Regions from separate parts of the Sus scrofa genome. Here region 1 is linked to region 2. A link is a contact called in public HiChIP or PLAC-seq data. All regions are on one chromosome and are shown on one strand. Each heading gives the region's core, a stretch centred on a gene start, on an enhancer-like site or on the middle of the called end of the contact. The rest is flanking DNA. Distances are from core to core; before and after follow the strand shown. Region 1 overlaps STAT1 (signal transducer and activator of transcription 1, 91kDa). Region 2 holds the start of NEMP2 (nuclear envelope integral membrane protein 2).

Region 1 (2,700 bases), core at 124-2,623, 99 kb after region 2:
CCGCTCCACCCACGTGAACGTGATGGCCCCTTCCCGGCAGCTCTCACTGAACCGCAACAGGAACGTCCCCGGCTGCTGGTCCTTTAGCAGAGCCCGCTCTCGCTCCTTGCTGATAAAGCCCACAATACACCTGGATGTGGAAAGGGAGTGATGGAGCTACTCTGAGTTCAGTCATGATTGTAATTTTCAAGTTAACTTACAAATCAAGAGGACTGCAGCTTGACAAATGAACGTAAAATAAAAATGTATCAACTATTTTAAATGCTTTAAAATCTGTTTCACATTTCACTCATATGTATACATGCTAAAGTCCTGGACAAGCTCATTAATATGGTGCCAGTAGAATACTACAGACAACCAATAAATACCTGCTGGATTAATTTCATTTTCTACTACAAAAATGTCTGAATTTATGCATCTCATAGCGAAGAGGAAGGCTCAGACAATCCATGTTCATATCCAAGACTTATGACCAGGTTAAAGCCTCTGCTGAAATAACAACTGACCCTGGGAACAAATTAGAAACAACTTACCAAGTTAAAAAAGGTTTTTCTTCTTTTCTGAGAGGCAAGAAACTAGGTGCTCAAGAAATTTTTGTAGAATGAATGAATGCATGAATTGCACTCAGGGCTTTCTAATTTAGCTTTGAAAATGCAAATAGACATATACTATGATAGGTATAGATTTAATCTTATGAGGGTCCACTATCATGAATACCTGAAGGGACAGCCTGTAAAACAGCTGTGTGTGTGAGATGCACATAGTCCTGTCAAGTAATGAAGTCTGTCTGGGTCAGGCCTATCCCAGCCTTGCAGTAGGGAGCGTGTGCTCAACATGTTTCAAGAATACATCTATCAATGGCCCTTACCCATCATTCCAGAGAGAGAGCAGGTGTTTCTTAATGAGTTCAAGGATACTTTCAATCCAAAGCCAGAAAGGAAAATTTTTGTCATTTATGTTTTCCTGCAAGTATACAAATGCACACATTATGAACCACAAAATCCAATACAGTGACTTACCATGCCTCCTCCCACCGTGGGATTTTAGTTTGCAAACACTGCCCAGCTGCCAAAGCTAGGGCTGTCCCCTCCAGAGAAGGCCCTCCCTCTTATCAGCATTCAGACACCAAGTTCTCCACTTCCTGAGCTGGGCTCTGCTTCCCTCTCCAAACAGCAGCCACCCGGCCAAGGAATGACCTCCAGGGTGAATCACGGAACATGAGCTGCCTTCATTTGCACTACTAATATCCAGTAGCACAAGCTTGTCAACACTGTCTGGTGACCCTAGTGGCGTCTGATTATTCCCCTCAACTGGTCTCACTGCTGGAGCAGACTCGGGCAAGCTCATCTGGCCCTGCAGGCCAGCCACGTCGGCACAGAGCGCATTCCTCATGGATGGGGCTGAAATGCCGCCAGGCCAAGGGCCACTGTGAGCAAACAGAAGACTCACTTCGGATATGAAAGAATGTTATCACACAGGCAGGTGCTTCCTGTCAGGCTCACACTTGGAGACTAACCTTTGGAGCTGAAGGAAAGTAAACAACTTGCCCTTGGGGTTCCATGGGTGAGAGAGGAATATGCCAAAGTAAGCACAGGGCGGTCAGCGTCACGGCGAGAACTCCTTTACACAGAGTGTAAAGAGCTCCAAAGTCTAAAGCCCAGACAGTACCCACCTTACAGAACCTCGTCCAGGGAATAAGACCGTCAGGGCCAGCAGTGGGACCTAAACAAATACAAATAAGCATTTTCAGGAAATGGAAATCGATTCTGAAGCTTTGGCTGGACTGATGGCTCTTGTATTTGCTCTCAGAAAGCCAACATTCAACAAAGGAAGGTTGTATGTACCTGGCTGAAACTCCCAGAGGCACTAATATTAATTACCTGCACTTTCTAGAGAACCTCCACCTGGTCCCTCTTTGTGCAGCATCGTTTCCCACTGCCTGCTTCCCTCTCCCTCTACTGTAGGCTCCTCTTCCAGGGACCCTACAGAGCTTTTTCCTAAGTTTGAACTAAGATGAAAGATGGGCCCCTAGGAGATCTATTTAACTGACACTTGACTTTAGAAGCTTATTTTAGATGATAGGCATGTCCCTCAGCCCTCCTCCAAATAGGACACGGGCTCAGGGAGATCGATGCAAATCAAATGCCAAGTTAGCGAAATGAGAGAGGGCAAGGAAGCCTAGTGGTTATCACTACAAAGTGAAGTGGCCCAGGCTGTAAGAGGCAGTGAGCCCACCATTTCCTCACAGAGAACCACAGATAAGCCATCACAGGTGGAAAAGATATGTCTTAATTTGGTGCAAATAAGGGATTTCTCACTTTTTACTAAAACAGCACAAGGTCCCCACTGTGACAGCTACATGGCCAAGAGAAGGCACTGCTGAGAGCCATTTGGTTAGGAAAAGCCTACTGGTATTTGCAGTACATGAAGCTCTGCTATACAGTAAGCAAATCCAGAGAAAAGGTACCCATGGATTTTTAAAGAAATAGTTCAGATACTCCCATGCACTGAAGATCTGACCTTGAGGCCAAGAGGTCTTGGATTTGCTTAGTGTGGAAGACTAAAAAGCCCATGACATTAGCTACCGACAGGGAATTTTCTAGCATGGCCGGGACCACATCAGGCACTGCTGGTGACAGGCATCCTCCTGATGTGGGCCGTGTCTCTGCCCACCTGACACAAGACACCTGGGTGTGTGCT
Region 2 (2,700 bases), core at 165-2,664:
TTCCTTTTCCTGAAGATATTGTTACCTTGACTCTTTAACAAATTTTAGTGACAGGTAACATTAAGTAGTAGTAAATCCTCTAAACAATTTGCAAGTCTTTTAATAAGTGTGATTACTTGCTTTACATATGATAGATTTTTCCACGTGCTTCTAGTTAAAGATAGAAAAAACTTAAACATGGCAAGACTGTGGCATGCAAAAGGTCACATAACCTGTAGGTACAGTCAGATTTCCAATGACTAATCTAGTGCAGTATTTTAAGATTCATCAGATTACTAAATCTGATGATCAGTTAATGATGCACCTGTCATACACCCTTCCCTTTTCATAAAAATCATCCTATTAACCTTTAAGAATCTATGCATATAAACCTAATTGTTTTGGTAAACTCTCTAAAAGCTTTTCTTTTCGCGTGGAGTGGACTGTAGATGTAAGTTCAAAGAAAAATTCAGAGTTTATCAGCTCCTTGGTTCTTTTCCTACCGGTCCTCAAAGATAAATGGATCAAAACAGCTGAAACGATTTAAAGACCTAGTATCTGGATGCTTCTATCTTATGACAATCAAGCAGCTTTAGAATAGAAAAGTGTCTACAAGTTTGCTTTCAAGCAAACGAGTGTTAAGGGAATCGCTGCTATTAAAAAATCTTTTTGAGATGTAGGTGTACATTTTAAACAGTAATTTTTAAAAAGGGAAGCAGTGGTGTTCAGGAATTTCCCCCTTTCTCTTGGTCCTCCCCTGAACTCCAGCCCTCCAAATGGCTAAGTCGCATAGCTGAAAGGATTTTGCTCATTTTTTCCAAAACATTTCACATCTGGGCAGTCGCCAACCATAGGAACATTTGGGCAGAGAGCAAAGCTCGTCTGGGTCTGCCTTCTGGGGATCGATGCCCTCAGAGGCGTCGCCACACGCCCTTACCAGTTAGCTCCGGGCCAGCAGCAAGCTTGGACCAGCCGAGCTTCGACAGCTGGGCCAGACGCCAGCGCGGGCCAAGCCCACTGACTGACCGCCGGCCCTCCGGCTGCATAAGGCTCCTGCCCATCAGTCTCCCAAACAGTTCGAGGCCCTAGAGTCCAGGAGTCCATCTGCTTCGTAAAAGACGAGACCGTTGAGCCCCCACTTTCCCCACGAGGGTAGCCTCAGGGCTGACGAGGCGAGGAGGAAGGGGCTACTCTAGAGCCCGGCCTGGCTACCCTGCTTCGCACGTCAGTTTGATCCCTCTCCCCGCCCCCCGCCAGTCCCCGCCTGACTCCGCGCAACGGGCGGGGAGAGAAATGTGACTGCTACACCCACCAATCAGAAGCGAGGTCGAGGATCTGAGCCAATCGGGACCGGCGACTGGGGCAGGCCGCCAGCGTCCTCCCGCCCCCGGGAGGGTGAGCGCGGAATGTCCCCGGCCCGCCCCTGCGCCTCAGTCTCAGTGCGGGTCCCTCCTCGTTTGGGAGCAGAAGTGGCTGCGGGTAGTCTCCGGAGCAGCAGCAGCAGCAGCAGCGTCGGCGGTTGCCGGAGCCGGAACCACACCCACGTCACTGCCCCTGTCCTCTTTTGCCCTCTCGTCGTCCGGTCGGAGACCGCATTCTCAGAGAGCGGCTTGCCCACGCCCGGAGCATCCTCCCTTGCTGAGCGAGCGCTGACGGACCCGGCGGCATGATGCGGCTGCGAGGCTCGGCGATGCTGCGGAACCTGCTCCTGCGGCCGCCCGCCGCTACCTGCGCGGTTCTGAGGCGGGCGCAGCCCCTCGCCACCCTGTGCCGGCGCTCCCGGGGCGGGGGACGAACGGGCCCTGCGGCCGCCGCGCGGCTCCACCCGTGGTGGGGCGGGGGCGGCCGGCCAGCGGGGCCCCTCGCGAGGGGCCTGTCCAGCTCCCCTTCGGAGATCCTGCAGGAGCTGGGCAAAGGGGGCACGCAGCAGCAGCAGCAGCCCGGGGCGTCGCCGCCCGCGGCCCCGCCGGCGCCCAGCCCCAAGGACAGCCCGGGGGAAACGGACGGGTTCGGCAACAGCGAGGGCAAGGAGCTGGTGGCTTCCGGCGAAAAGTGAGTGTCTCTGCGAGGCGCTGGAGGCCTCATCCTGCGTGGGGCCCATGCCCGGGAGGGGCCTGCGGTGGGGCGGGATGGGAACGGAGGTTCGAGAAAGAAAGAGATGCCGGGCGGCCTGCGCCGTCTGCGCCATGTGATTAGGCCCAGCCCCGCCCGCGCCTTCCCCGCCTGTGCCTCACCGCTCAGCCTTTACTTCCCTTCCCCGCCGCGGGGTGGAGCCGCCGAGGGGTCAGTCTGGTCCACCCCCCACACCCCCCCAGCGCTGGAAGCTGTGGCTGCTTGGCCCGCGCCGCGTGCTCCGAGCCCGGCTCCCGGCGGCAGCGCCTGGCCGCCCGCCTAGCCCTTCGTGGGTGATAGCACACGAACAGACCGAGTGACATTTAAGCGGTGGGCGTTGAGCAGAGCTTCTGCCTTCCTGACGCGTTGCTTTTCCGGGCTCGAGTTTCCTCTCTCCCTAACCTCCTTCGATCTCTACCACCCTGTCTAATGTGGCAAAGTATTCTCAATATTTCTGGAGTGGCTTTTTCAGACGTATGTAGGGCCATCTGCGGCACCGGAAATAATATTTCCGAAACAAGGTTAAGAGGAAAAGGGTCATGTGGCTGAGAAGATGGGGCATGCCGTGCAGTACAGACCACCTGTTTCACTGGGGATCAGCTTTGGCCT

The links. HiChIP or PLAC-seq counts read pairs in DNA pulled down with a chosen protein or histone mark.
Region 1: a contact with region 2 is called in an H3K27ac HiChIP or PLAC-seq map of skeletal muscle, with 2.2 times the contacts expected there. The contact joins the enhancer-like site here to the promoter of NEMP2 in region 2. A contact is called at or near these places in 1 of 5 promoter capture datasets (fetal liver), 4 of 47 Hi-C or Micro-C datasets (embryonic fibroblasts, epiblast stem cells, heart right ventricle and 1 more) and 2 of 2 datasets of contacts at active chromatin or transcription factors (alveolar macrophages and skeletal muscle).

The regions. Positions count from the first base shown.
Region 1 is chr15:95,611,433-95,614,132 of Sscrofa11.1, forward strand. It overlaps STAT1 (signal transducer and activator of transcription 1, 91kDa), which reads right to left. Exons shown (of 23, transcript NM_213769.1): 17 at 1,673-1,722; 18 at 869-963; 19 at 1-130. Among named protein-coding and RNA genes, the nearest start is that of STAT1, 30 kb to the right of the region's middle. Within about 2 kb of position 1,374, at least 21 of the 83 cell types and tissues checked have an H3K27ac peak or open chromatin away from gene starts, as enhancers often do. A contact at or near this core is called in fetal liver, skeletal muscle and subcutaneous adipose tissue, where this site is marked.
Region 2 is chr15:95,512,000-95,514,699 of Sscrofa11.1, forward strand. It overlaps NEMP2 (nuclear envelope integral membrane protein 2), which reads right to left and starts at 1,415. Exons shown (of 13, transcript XM_021076065.1): 1 at 1,292-1,415. GLS (glutaminase kidney isoform, mitochondrial) reads left to right here and starts at 1,415. Exons shown (of 18, transcript XM_021076049.1): 1 at 1,415-2,031. The coding sequence starts at 1,646.